2 separate regions of the Mus musculus genome follow, and region 1 is linked to region 2. The links are chromatin contacts, called in public HiChIP or PLAC-seq maps. All regions are on one chromosome and are shown on one strand. Each heading gives the region's core, a stretch centred on a gene start, on an enhancer-like site or on the middle of the called end of the contact. The rest is flanking DNA. Distances are from core to core; before and after follow the strand shown. Region 1 overlaps Trpm6 (transient receptor potential cation channel, subfamily M, member 6). Region 2 holds the start of Trpm6 (transient receptor potential cation channel, subfamily M, member 6).

Evidence for each region. HiChIP or PLAC-seq counts read pairs in DNA pulled down with a chosen protein or histone mark.
Region 1: a contact with region 2 is called in an H3K27ac HiChIP or PLAC-seq map of extraembryonic endoderm stem cells. The contact joins the enhancer-like site here to the promoter of Trpm6 in region 2. A contact is called at or near these places in 3 of 39 promoter capture datasets (3T3-L1-derived adipocytes, hippocampal neurons and liver), 12 of 484 Hi-C or Micro-C datasets (embryonic stem cells, extraembryonic endoderm stem cells, liver and 4 more), 7 of 115 datasets of contacts at active chromatin or transcription factors (CD8 T cells, differentiating embryonic stem cells, embryonic fibroblasts and 4 more) and 1 of 9 other capture datasets (adipose tissue).

The regions. Positions count from the first base shown.
Region 1 is chr19:18,807,390-18,814,037 of GRCm38.p6, forward strand. It overlaps Trpm6 (transient receptor potential cation channel, subfamily M, member 6), which reads left to right. Exons shown (of 39, transcript NM_153417.2): 14 at 2,143-2,283; 15 at 4,290-4,424; 16 at 5,960-6,240. Among named protein-coding and RNA genes, the nearest start is that of Gm41814, 61 kb to the left of the region's middle. Within about 2 kb of position 4,367, at least 15 of the 459 cell types and tissues checked have an H3K27ac peak or open chromatin away from gene starts, as enhancers often do. A contact at or near this core is called in extraembryonic endoderm stem cells and pancreatic cancer cells, where this site is marked.
Region 2 is chr19:18,744,577-18,751,349 of GRCm38.p6, forward strand. Trpm6 (transient receptor potential cation channel, subfamily M, member 6) reads left to right here and starts at 5,154. Exons shown (of 39, transcript NM_153417.2): 1 at 5,154-5,466. The coding sequence starts at 5,455. Gm41814 (a long non-coding RNA gene) reads right to left here and starts at 5,199. Exons shown (of 3, transcript XR_877745.3): 1 at 4,853-5,199; 2 at 3,757-3,905.

The DNA.
Region 1 (6,648 bases), core at 3,117-5,616, 62 kb after region 2:
GGTTTGTTGAAGGATTCCTTTCTTGCTTTTTCTAGGGTATAGTTTCCATCCTTGTGTTGGTGTTTTCCCTTTATTATCCTTTGGAGGGCTGGATTCGTGGAAAGATAGTGTTTGAATTTGGTTTTATCATGGAATACTTTGGTTTTTCCATCTATGGTAATTGAGATTTTGGCTGGGTATAGTAGCCTGGGTTGGATTTGTGTTCTCTTAGGGTCTGTATAACATCTGTCCAGGATCTTCTGGCTTTCAAAGTCTCTGGTGAGAAGTCTGGTGTAATTCTAATAGGCCTGCCTTTATATGTAACTTGACCTTTTTTCCTTACTGCTTTTAATATTCTATCTTTATTTAGTGCATTTGTTGTTCTGATTATTATGTGTTGGGAAGAATTTTTTTCTGGTTCAGTCTATTTGGAGTGCTGTAGGCTTCTTGTATGTTCATGGGCATCTCTTTCTTTAGGTTTGGGAAGTTTTCTTCTATAATTTTGTTGAAGATATTTGCTGGCCCTTTAAGTTGAAAATATTCATTCTCATCTAATATTATCCGTAGGTTTGGTCTTCTCATTGTGTCCTGGATTTCCTGAATGTTTTGACTTAGGATATTTTTGCATTTTGCATTTTCTTTGATTGTTGTACTGATGCTCTCTATGGAATCTTCTGCACCTGAGATTCTCTCTTCCATCTCTTGTATTCTGTTGCCGATGTTTGCATCTATGGTTTCAGATTTCTTTCCTAGGGTTTCTGTCTCCAGCTTTGCCTCAGTTTGGGTTTTCTTTATTGTGTCTACTTCCCTTTTTAGGTCTAGTATGGTTTTGTTCATTTTCATCACCTGTTTGGATGTGTTTTCCTCTTTTTATTTAAAGATTTCTACCTGTTTGGTTGTATTTTCCTGTTTTTCTTTAAGGACTTGTAACCCTTTAACAGTGTTCTCCTGTATTTCTTTAAGTGAGTTATTAAAGTCCTTCTTGATGTCCTCTACCAGCATCATGAGTTATGATTTAAAATCCAAGTCTTGCTTTTTGGGTGTGTTGGGGTGCCCAGGACTTGGTGAGGTGGGAGTGGTGTGTTCTGATGATGGTGAGTGGTCTTGGTTTCTGTTAGTAAGATTCTTATGTTTGCCTTTCACCATCTGGTAATCTCTGGAGTTAGTTGTTATAGTTGTCTCTGGTTAGAGCTTGTTCCTCTTGTGATTCTGTTAGCCTCTGTCAGCAGACCTGGGAGACTAAATCTCTCCTCTGAGTTTCAGTGGTCAGAGCAGTCTCTGCAGGCAAGCTCTCCTCTTACAGGGAAGGTGCACAGGTATCTGGCATTCAGATCTGCCTCCTGGCTGAAGATGAAGGCCCAAAACCGGGTCTGTCCCAGAAGATGTGTTCCCTCTGCAGTCTGCACGCTCACCTGCACAGACTGGTCTCCGAGGGACATGGGACACAAAATGGCTCTCTCACCTGCCCTGGTGGGCAGAGCCCTCCTGGGCAGACACCTCTTCTCTGGCAGAGAAGGTGCCCGGATGTCTGGACCCTGTCTGTCCCAGAAGTTGTGTTGCTTCTGCCTGTCCCAGAATTTTGTAGCTTCTGCAGTCTGAACTCTCTCCTGTGCATACTAGTCTCTGAGTGATCTGGGACCCAAGATGGCTCCCCCAGGTGCTTCAGCAGAGCCCTCCCGGGTGGACACCTCTCCTCTGGCAGGGAAGGTGCCTGGATGTCTGGAGCCCGAAACAGGGTCTGTCCCAAAAGCTGTGTTGCTTCTGTAGTCCACTCGCTCACCCTTTGCAGTTCGTGAGCTGACCTGCGCAGACTGGTCTCTGAGGGACCTGAGAGCCAAGATGGCTCGGAGTTCTGTCATTTATTTGAAGCTTGGTATCTCATTGCATAGAGTGTGGACTTTCTGCTTCTGTTGACTTAGTTGGAGAGTCAGATGAAAGGAACATGTTTACTTGGCAAATTTACAGTAAGCAAAATTGCCTATGCTGATATAAGTTACATTGATTTAAGCCATAGCAAAATGACTTGCCTAAATTATTTTCTAAGACTATATCTCAATATGCTGAAGAGAAAGGGATGGATTAGCTAACTGTTGTCTTCTGAGAACATGGTAAAAGAGACAGAGAGGAAAACTGGATGGTGTGACTTCATTTTCTTTTTTACAGCACACCCTTCTCTCGAGCTATAGAATAACACTCATTGACATTGGGCTGGTAATAGAGTACCTCATTGGTGGAGCATATCGGAGCAGCTACACTAGGAAAAGTTTCAGAATTCTCTACAACAACCTCTACAGAAAACACAAGGTAAGGCAAATCTTTGGAAAGTACTCCAATGAGAGGGCAAGGAATTGCGAATCACGGTTTTAGGAAAATGGCTGATGGAGTCCCAGGGGCAGTAGCTTCTGTAATGGGCCTTCTACTTGAGGACATATGTCTCCTGATGTACATAGAGTACTGTGCTAATGTTTTTCATGCTGGCATGAAATGAATAAAAAACTTTTCCAAGAAATATATTGATTGAATAAATTACTCACAATATAAAGCAGGATGTTGTATGTGCTATATTGTCATAGAAGCGGTGTGATGAATCTGGCGAGAGAGCAGGTGCTTCTTTTTTTTTTTTTTTTCTTTTCCTCTTGTAGACAAAGTGGTCAAAGGTCAAACACTTAATAGATTTACTTATGTAAACTAACAATGGCCTATAGTCTGGAGACTGAATATTGGGCTAAAGATGAAGTGATTATCTTGGAAGATGAAAATGGAATGAGCTTAAAAAAGAAATGCTTTGACAGATGAGAATATGTTTTCTGTCATAGTTTTGGGGTACCATGATTGCAAAGGCAGAGTTGCCATCATAGACCCGTAGCCACGGGAGCCTCATTCTTTTTAGAGATATAGACACCAGAAAAAGATCACTGGACGCGGATGTTGAGAGAAGAGTGCTAACAGAGAATGCCGTGTTCAGATCTCAGGGTGGGGTTCTGCAGCAACGCTGAGACCTTTGTCGTGGGTGGACAGGGATAAGAGTGGAATGTGGCTTGAGAGGAGGTTCCATGAAGGATATCCAGCTACTTTGGACCTTTATAAAGAATTGGAGGAAGTGATAACCCCATTTAAGTTTAGGAAGTGAACAGAGCAACCCCCAAACCATGAAAAACACATGGAAACCCTCATCTTGTGGAGGAATTAACCTCTCCTAAGATTCTGGAGGCTAAAAGACACCCAGTGTCAGCCACTGCCTTTAAAAAGAGTGACACTGCTATACAGCAGTGGGGACAATGTCACCATATGACCTTGGTGAAGCCATTTCCCTGCTTACTAAGAGGCTCCATTCCTGTTCTTTCCGTAAGTGGCCCATCAATATGACATGTCCCATTTCACTAGTTGCTTTCCCCTAAGGATAAAAAATAATGCGTCAGAGTATACTGCAAGCAGACCATAGTGCTAACAGCTACATGGTGTGGAGTAGCATGGTCTGACATAGGCTCCTATTTGTCTCCTTACTTGGTATATGAAACATAATCTGTGTTCCCACTCTTCTGTCTAAGAACTAGGCATATTAATGTCCTGTTCATAAAATTGTGAGAATACCAACAACCCTCCAATCCTTGAGCAAGCTTTGAGTGACTTAGCAACAATATTCACTATGATTATTAGCATGTTGATATGGTTAATTCTCTATTACAATAATGATGAAATAACTTGGGTGTTTTCTCTGAAGTACTGACTTTATTCTATGTTCACTTTTTATCCATAGAACACAAAGTGAAGGGGTTTTCAAAACCTATGGTTTGTATCCCAGGCTCTTAAATCAGTCCCGATTTATTTCTGTTTCTCCTTGCTGATGCTTCATTTGATGGCCATGCAATGGCGATATCATATATCACCTGGAAAAATTCCAGAACTTTCTAACTTCATTTTAACCTTGTGAATGGAAACTTCTTCTTATCAGCACTATAAAATTTTATTACCTGTTTTGAACTAGAGTCGAGGCTAGAACATCTATTGACTCTTAAGGAATTTCCACATAGGAAAGGAATTCAGATGCGTAATATGGAACAAAAGAGTATGCTTTCTCAGATGTCGGGAAATAGTGTTTATCAGAAGGAGACTGGGAGATGCTATTGTGTGAGTAATCTCCAGAGACATTAATTATTAACCCTGGACAAGAGACAGATGTGTTGAGTATTTGAGAAGACATACATTTATCTTTCACTGTAGTCTGGAAAGAAAATGATATCACTACAATAACCTTTTTTGTTTATCTCTCTTTTGTTTTCTTTAATAAACAAAATGACAATATATACCAGAGTGTGAGCAGCTTTGCTCAGGGCCTCTCCCAGCACTCTCTTCATCAGAGACATTCACTGAGAAATAGAAAGGAGTCTTCTGAAAGCACACTGCACTCCCAGTTCTTCAGGACGGCCCAGCCCTACAAATCCAAGGTACACTCCTTTGTTGGTAGAGTTGAAAACAAAGTTGGTTTTGCAGACTGAGATCACTTCTTTATTGACACTGGAGACAGGGGAGTACCAATGAAGAATCATTCCCCAGCATCATAAATAAACACATGATGTTATTCACAAAGATCACTGCTGATCCTGCTGGTCTTCAGCAGTACAGGGCCCTGACAACCCAGCGAAAGTCTGTGCTTGCCTCTCAGGTTCTCTTCCTGGTTTTCACCTCTGCCCTGTGCAGTTGGTGTCTGAGGCAGGATGTGTATGCCATGGTGTTACGTACTCATTAGCCTGCCATGACACTCTTAACCTCCCCACTCAAGCTCCACACCCTTTGTAGCTCTCTGTTCTTGGGAGGTGGTCCTTTTGTATCTTCCTTTCCTCAACAAAGTTTTTCTGGAAGTTAGTTTTATCGTAATTTTCAGTATAACAAAGATGTTGTTTGTGGGTCTTTAGCCTACTCTTTTCTGGGGCAGAGTGCTTTTGCTTAAGTATTTCCATGGAGATCATGAGTTGTTGGCTGGAAGACGCTTCCTTTCCACTGCTGTTGGCATGGCCCTTAGTTACCATTAATGAGCAGATTATTTTTTTAATCTATTGAAAGATAGGAGAAGCACTCTAATAGTTTTTGATAGGATGCCTCAAATTTTCAACGAATTGTTTAAAAACCTCTGTTATTTTTGAAGCCTTATGCTGAGCGTTTGGTTTGCTTGAGAAGGTGAGCGGGTAGAGGTGGATGACATGGTCACTGAGAAATAGTTCTGCATTTCTCAAGGTGGTAAACCTTATACAAGGCACCGATTCAGAGAAAGGAAGCTGTACAAAGGCACACAGGGAATTTGGGTGATCTGTTGGGTGAGCTTGCCGGGGGAACAACGTTGCAGAATAAAATAAAGCCAACGGATCCATTTGAATGTGTGACTGGAAGCACCAGTGACACTCTTCAAAGTAACAATGACAAATCACCTTGTTAATGGAGAAGTAGAGAACTTTTAAAATATAATTCTTACTTACCCAAATAGATTACCATTGAAGTGCACACCGTGCTGGCTGGTTTATCCTATGACATTCTACATGCTTTGGAGACTAGGTTTAACGGCAGAGTTAGGATTAGGTTTGAACTCTGTCCTCCTGGCCTCCTAAGTTCTGCATTGTAGTTCAATAAAACATGTAGTTTGGTTTGTTTATTTGTTTCGTTGTTTTATTTCTGGGAATTGAGCCCAGGGCTTTGTGCACATCAGTTGGTCACCATGCTACAGAGCTCCATCCCCAGCTGATTACTTTTGTATGCCCTTAGACAGTGGGCACACTGGGTCAGGCTTACTGGATAGTTTTTACTAACTGTTCCGCTATGGTAGATATCTGGGCTCTTTGTTCCTTTTGCTTTCTTTTTTGTTCAGTGCTGGGTTCTAACATAGGTAGCAGTTATTTTAAAAAGTGTCTCTAGGATACTTTTAGCTGTGTTACATTTAGCTGAACACCATGCATCTGAGTCCTTAGGACTTTGTTTTCCTTTGCAATAGGAGAAGCCTGAGGACTCTCAAAAATCAAAGAAGAAGTCCAAGGAAAGACAAAGCCTGTCAGAGGAACCCGAGGCTGCTGGCTTTATCTACCCATACAATGACCTTCTGGTGTGGGCGGTGCTCATGAAGAGGCAGAATATGGCCATGTTCTTCTGGCAGCATGGAGAGGAGGCCACAGTCAAGGCGGTCATTGCTAGTATCCTCTACAGAGCCATGGCCCGGGAAGCCAAGGAGAGCAACATGGTGGATGACACTTCAGAAGAGTTGAAAAATTACTCAGAGTAGGTCTTCTCTCTTCACACTAAACACCAACAGTTTTGAGAATGTAGAAACATGTTTTTCTCTGTCATTTTTATCAGAGGATAAATAGACTTGCTTAGAATTGTGTATTTTATTCAAGCATTCTGCCCTCTGCCTCCATCCTCCTTTACAGGAATAGAACCAGTAGGCTATATAAATGGTTTTATTGGAGGGGGTTGTAAGAGAATTGACTTAAGCGGTTATGGTAGCGGAGAACTCCCAACACAACTCTGTGGAGCCTGGAGACCCAGGGATGCCAGGAACATGGCCAAGTCCATGTCCAGGGGCTCCAGAACTGCAGCATCGATGGTGGCATCCTCACTGAAGGCCTGTGAACTGGGGAGGATGCGCCACTATGTGTGGTGCAATCTTCAGGATTCAGAGCCTGG
Region 2 (6,773 bases), core at 3,904-6,403:
CTTTAGAGAATCCCTGTCCCAACACTTGAGGGAATCAAGTGGACTGCCATCACTCTCCAGCATTTACATGGGTATTAATGACCTGGACTCTAGTTCTTGCACTTTAGACGATGTTTCTACCATAGGTTTCCAAGTGTTGGGATTATACTGGGTGTTTCCATGCCTGGCTTTGGTAGATTTTGTAAGTATGAAGTCTTAGGATTGGAGCTGTGATGAAAATAGGTATGCTTTGCCTCCAGACTGCTAGAGTTCCAGGACAGCCAAGGCTACATAGAACACAAACAAACAAACAAACAGACAAACAAACAGAATAATCTAATCTCTGCTTGGGTGGCAGGAGAGATCTTCTGTCTTCTGGCACATAGTCAATGTGGGAGCACACCAGAGAAGCAGTCTCAGTGAAAAACCCCAGTGCTTCCTTTCTACAGGAAAAGTTTGCATTTGTGTCACTTTAAGAGAAGAAATGAGGGCTGGAGAGATGGCTCAGAGGTTAAGAGCACTGACTGCTCTTCCAGAGATCCTGAGTTCAAATCCCAGCAACCACATGGTGGCTCAGATGCCCTCTTCTGGTATGCAGGTGAACATGCAGATATAAATAAAATAAATAAAACTTGAGAGAGAGAGAGAGAGAGAGAGAGAGAGAGAGAGAGAGAGAGAGAGAGAAGGAATGGGTGGCATTAAGGTCCACTCTCGGTTTGAACAGGAAGTTTCTCAGGGTTTCTATTGCTGGGATGAAACAGTATGACCAAGAGCAGCCCGGAGCAGAGGGTTTATTTCACTCATTCTTACGGCCCAGCCATCAGTGAAAGGAGTTGGAGCAGAAACTCAAACAGGGCAGGAACCTGGAGCCTGGCCCCGAGGCAGAGGCTGTGGAGAGGACTGCTGAAGGCTCCCTCCTCGGGACTCGCTCAGCTTGCTTTTGTTTAACTGAAAATATTTTCTTTCATATAATACATTTTGATGATGCTCTTCTCCCAGAATCCCCTGCTCAGTTGCCTCACTTGTCCAACTCTTTCTTTCTTTTCTTCTTTCTTTCTTTCTTTCTTTCTTTCTTTCTTTCTTTCTTTCTTTCTTTCTTTCTTTCTTTCTTTCTTCCTTCCTTCCTTCCTTCCTTCCTTCCTTCCTTTCTTTCTTTCTCTTTCTCTCTCTCTCTCCTTCCTTCCTTCCTCCCTCCCTCCCTCCCTCCCTCCCTCCCTCCCTCCCTCCCTTCCTTCCTTCCTTCCTTCCTTCCTTCCTTCCTTCCTTCCTTCTCTCTCTCACACAAGTAGGCCAATAAAAACTCAGTATAAAACAATCAGAAAGAGACACATACATAGCCACATAGCCACAAACACACACACTCAAAACACAAAACTATAATAGAAAACCAAACGACAAGTAAAGAAGAAAAGCATCCTAACAAAGCATTATGAGACAGAACATCTCCAAAACGACAACTGAGTTTGTTTGGTGTTGGCCATGCCATCTAGTGCTGGGCTTGGGGCCTGCTCTAATCATGGTTTACATGCTTCGTGAGACTTCAGTGGTGGAAACCCTCCCCCCCCTCTTTTTTTCCTTTGTAAGTACTTGCCAATGGGAGAAACCTTTTGGATGAGAGATAGGACATCATGTCCAGTTTCCCGCTCGGGTTCGGGACCCCATCTGTCAGCTAGCTTTCTTACAGCATCCAGAACTAGCAGGCCAGGATGCTCCTACTCATAATGATCTGTGCTTTATCTGTCACTAATTAAAAAAAGTTCTATAGGCTCGCTTGCCCACAGCATGATCTTCTGAGCCCATTTTCTCAATTGAGATTTCCTCCTCCCACATGACTAGTTTGTGTTGAGTTGACGCGGAAGAAAGTTGACGCCAGGACAAAGGTCTAAAAACAAAACCAGCTACCCAGAAAAGCCTGAACCGCATCCTTTATTATTAACTCTTCTCCAATGTTTACAACATATTTGCTGAGACAAGGTTTTGCCCTGTCGCCTAACCTGCCTTGAACACCCAGATATTCTCCTGCCTCAGCCTTGGATGTGTTTGGATTGCAGGTGTAAACCACATCTGAACTGATCCTCTTAATAACCGAAACTTCTGTAACTCCCCCAATTGTACAATCGCTTGTTGTAGTTGTGACTAGGTTTGTGGCAGATGACTATAGTACCGTTCAGAATTTCACTCTACTATTTTATATTCTCTGTGCTTCTGAGAGGAAAAGATTGATGACTCAAAGTGAGAAACCTGAGCCAGGCATGACAGCAAACCACAGTGAATTGGGCAAGATGACTCCCACGCATGGTGCTTTCTCTTCCTGGAGCAAAGAAAAAGTCACTTAATGCTTTTTTTTTTTCCTTTCCCTTTAGTCTGTCCAAAAAGAAGAAGAGATATTACTTTGGAAAATTTCTAACAGTTCATCCTTCCAACCAAAGGAAATGAAGCCAAAACCAAATTCAAATCCAAGCCTACAATCATTTTCCTTCAGAGTTGAATATGTATATTAGAAATCACCCCTTAATGGTCTTGATTATTTGGGACTTACTAAGAAAACAAAGCATGCCTGAGGCACCACCCTTCCCAGTGTGTGTGTGTGTGTGTCTCTGTGTGTGTAACAGCTGTTCACCTCAACTCTAAACTCATTAACTTAAGGGTTAACGTTGGAGCCCCATCTTAAGACCTGTTAGATCAGATATCAGAACTTTCTGTGTGCACATGCTCATTAGAAAGCTTGAAACATTGAAGTTTCAAGGTAAAAGAAGAGATCAGACAGAAGAGAAGAAAAGCTAGAGAAGAGAGACAGAGGAAGAAAGAGAGGGAGGGGGCATGGTCAATGGAGAAACCAAAGTCCTCTAAGTTGCCGGGGCTTGTGGATGGTGCAGCAGGAGCACTTTGCAGTTTTGACTGCTCGCCCACCCTCCTACAGACTTGAGCTCTTTGAAGGTGAGTGGTATCTTGTTCACCTTTGACTTTTGTGGCACCCAGTGTGGTTTGACAAACAATCTGTGCTGCATGACTAATTGCTGGTCTGATTCAGTCTACCCTAGACACGTAACGAACATTCTGTAGAATGAACATTCATAGCTAGAGATGTGTTTGTGGCTGGAAAACTTTTATAGACAATCTTTTCAACTAACTGAGCAACCCATGACATAGATCCCAGGGCCCTACCTTTGAGATCCTGGGGAGGGTCTGAGGATCTGCCCAGTGAAGCCCAGCATTGAGAACAGACCCCTGGTGACTGTTCTGCAACCCATGTGAGATATCCTTTCTCCCAGTGCCATGAGTTTTATGAACAGCAAGAAGACCTCAGGCAGCCACTACTTGTCCATTTTGCAATAACTACAGATGGCCACATTAATCAGTGGCAAGAATTGCTCAAAGAAATAATGGTCTTTGTTTTTTGAGAGTAACAGACCAGAAAAGCATGTCTGTGACTGGGCCTTCCAATCAGATGTGCATCCTTTGCTTCCACCCAATATCCACGAGGTACTCAGTAGCCCCAAACCACCCACAGGTGGCTCTATATGACACTGCTAAGTCAAATTTCCTGAAAGAGAGGCTTGGTGACTGGTGGTCTCCAACTTCTGGCTGACTCAGATTTTCTAATAAAGTCATGTTCCGGGCCTTCACACCTTGTCTCTGGGGAGAACTGACCAGCTGTACAGTGAGGCACGGCACTGAATCTGTCTGGTAACAATGCCTGCAGTGTTTTTGATACAGCTTGGAACCAAAACATCTTGTAAACTAGCCCATTAGAAAAATCTAAGCAGTTTGGGTTACCTTAGGCTCAAAGGGTTTTGAACCTTGATCTGAAGAGATGAAAGCAGAAGATAGTAGTCATGGGGCACTGAGAGACGGCAGCATGTGCCATTCCAAATCCTTAGTCTTTCGGGTGAGTCTGTTGATGGTTGAATTCCCAGGCCTTAGGGCTGTGAAGAGTGTTAACAGAGATGATCTCTGAAGGAACAAGTCAGAAGACTCTGCTTTGCCTTATAAGAGCATCTGTGCCTGTCTATAGATCATTAACAATTTGAGGAGGTAAACGAGAGGAAAGGACTTTTCATTTCTTAATAGACAAAGCATCAAGATACCAACATACTGATTTACTAACAAGGCAAAAAAAAAAAAAAAAAAGTCACTGAAACCACACAGAGAAATAAATGAGGAAACAAATTTTATTAACTGTGTCGGCAAGTGTGAGCTCACCAGGCAAAAATTTGGACTGGACTAAATAGTAGGTGTCACTAATTTAAAGTCATAAATGCCTAGTATTGTTCATTATAGTATGTGTAATCCCCTGAGTATCATGTCTCCCATATGTCTCCTCTTCCAATACATAGAGATACATTGGAAATCACTGACCATAGTCTTGGTCAAGATTGCCTACCTAGTCAGAGAAAGCTCTTCCCCAAAATAACGGAGAGCGTTTGTATGATACTTCTTTTTTTTTTTTTAAAGACTTATTTATTTATTATATGTAAGTACACTGTAGCTGTCTTCAGACACTCCAGAAGAGGGAGTCAGATCTCATTATGGATGGTTGTGAGCCACCATGTGGTTGCTGGGATTTGAACTCCGGACCTTCAGAGGAGGAGCAGTCGGGTGCTCTTACCCACTGAGCCATCTCACCAGCCCCGTATGACACTTCATAAATAAAGCAAGGTCACTGTGTTTGTTCAGTGTAGTCTCTGTGAGAAAGGTGGGTTTTCTTTATTATTCTCTCTGTATAGGTAAGTAAACTGAGGCCCGGAAGAGTCTCTCGTCATGCTCAGCAACTCATGGGCATTTCAGAAACACAGAGAACGTAAACCGACCGTCTCCTCACCTAAAGCTCTGACCCAAGAATCTAAAATTTGTCTGATGACAGTGACCATACCTGATCAGCAGCCAAACTTCTTTGGAGTCATGTCTTTCCTACAGAGGCGTTAACAGAGCCCAACAGGCATTGTGAAAACTCCTCAGGGCTGTAAAAGACAGCGTCCATGTGCAGGTGGAGCCCAGATTGATTCCACAGTCAAAAGCTCAGACATTGTTTTGGTTGCTGGCCTGGAAAAATCTAGGATGAAAGCCGGACCTGCAGCTGAGTGCTCTCCTATGAACAGGGGTCAGGCCCAGGGCCCCAGGTGGCAGTGGGTGGAGCCAGGCGCACGCGTATCTAACTGCGATCTCGAATAGGTAGGATTTGCGAAATGCTAGCTTTCAAGTCCTCTAGTCTCCACCCGAACATGATTATCGTAGCTGAGGTTTTGGCAACCGCGTGGACCCTTCCGAAGGGCAGGACCCGCAGTCTTTCTTCCGGGAGTTGGGACCGGCCTGGAGCTGGGTCAGGGCCGAGCGGAAACCGAACCCAGGGTCGAGGCGGCAGGGCGCGCGTGTGAGTCCCGGACTCCGGAGTCCGAGTCCAGGAGGAATCGAGTCCTGGGAGGTGTCCCGGACGAGGAGGAATTCGCTGTCGCTTCGGCTCCTGTGGTGGTGAGAATGCAGGTCAAGGTAAAAAGTTGGGCCTGAAGATGTTCGCATTGGCCCCTGTCCCTGTTACTGCGGGGCTCCTGCATGGGATCAAGGTTCCTAGATCCTGGAGAGTGACAGCGCCTAGCCCAGCGCTTGAGGTGCTGTGCCTGGCTGGGTGTCCTATAGGACAACCGGGGAACAAGCTGCCTGTCACCTTTACGGGTTCTTCTTTACTTCCACACTTTGTGTGAGAAATAGTATTATTTATTGTTCCCGAAGTGTGCAGGCAGAGTTCAGGCTTGCCACACACATTGGCTCATTTCAACCCGGGCGGGCTGATAGGACACATTTTTTTGGTCTCTTCTCAGGCAGTTTGAACTGACGTCTCTGCTCCATCACCACCTGTAACCCTGAAAGTTTTGTTATTTGCTTCAGCTTTCACATTTGGAGCAACTGGAAAGTACTATTTGAAGATTAAGTGGGATGTGATAATGTTTAATGTGTTTGACAAAGTTGCAAGAGCGTTCCTTTTCCTCCTGTACTGGGGATTGGTCCTAGGACCTCCAGTATCCAAGCTCTCTACCATGGAGCTACATTCGCAGCCTGTTCAGCGTCTTTCAGTAGCTGGGACAACAGGTCTGCATCATCAGGCCTGACTTAACTGTTTCATCCTGCCAATAATTCTGTAGTGTCTTAAATGGCATCACTCTTCCCCCAACCTCCTTCCTTTGGGGGAGAAAATGAAACTGAGGGAGAAAAGTAGAATTGAGATGTGACGTCATGTCAAGGCATAGAGAGAGCAGGGATCATCTAGTCATACACGTGCTGGTGATGGTTTGTTCTACATAACAGCGTCACTCTTAACTGCTCAGGGAAAATGTAGTCTTCAGTTTCTTTGTCCCGGTAAGCACTATCATGTGAATTACCGCGGGATGCCATGAGAGCCGAGGACAGCTTCAGGAACTGGTTCTCTCTATCCCCTGTGACACCTGGAGATAATTCTTCGTTATCAGGCTAGCAGGACAATTGAGTTTATATACTTGATGAGCTGCCGTTTAGGCTCCCATATGACTTTGATGCATTAATTTATTCTTTGCTTTGGATTGTTCCACAACCAATATAGCATTAGATATTTAGCTAGATTAGCATTTTGGATTTAACTTGTGAGAATTTGCTTGGTTGTTTCTTATTTCATCTATATATGTGTGTGTATGTATATAATACACAATGCACAAATTAAAACAATGAATATATATCCTAAAGATATATTTAGGATAGATATTTTATATTTATAAATATATATTTATGTATAAATATATATTTTATTTCATATGTAAATATATAGT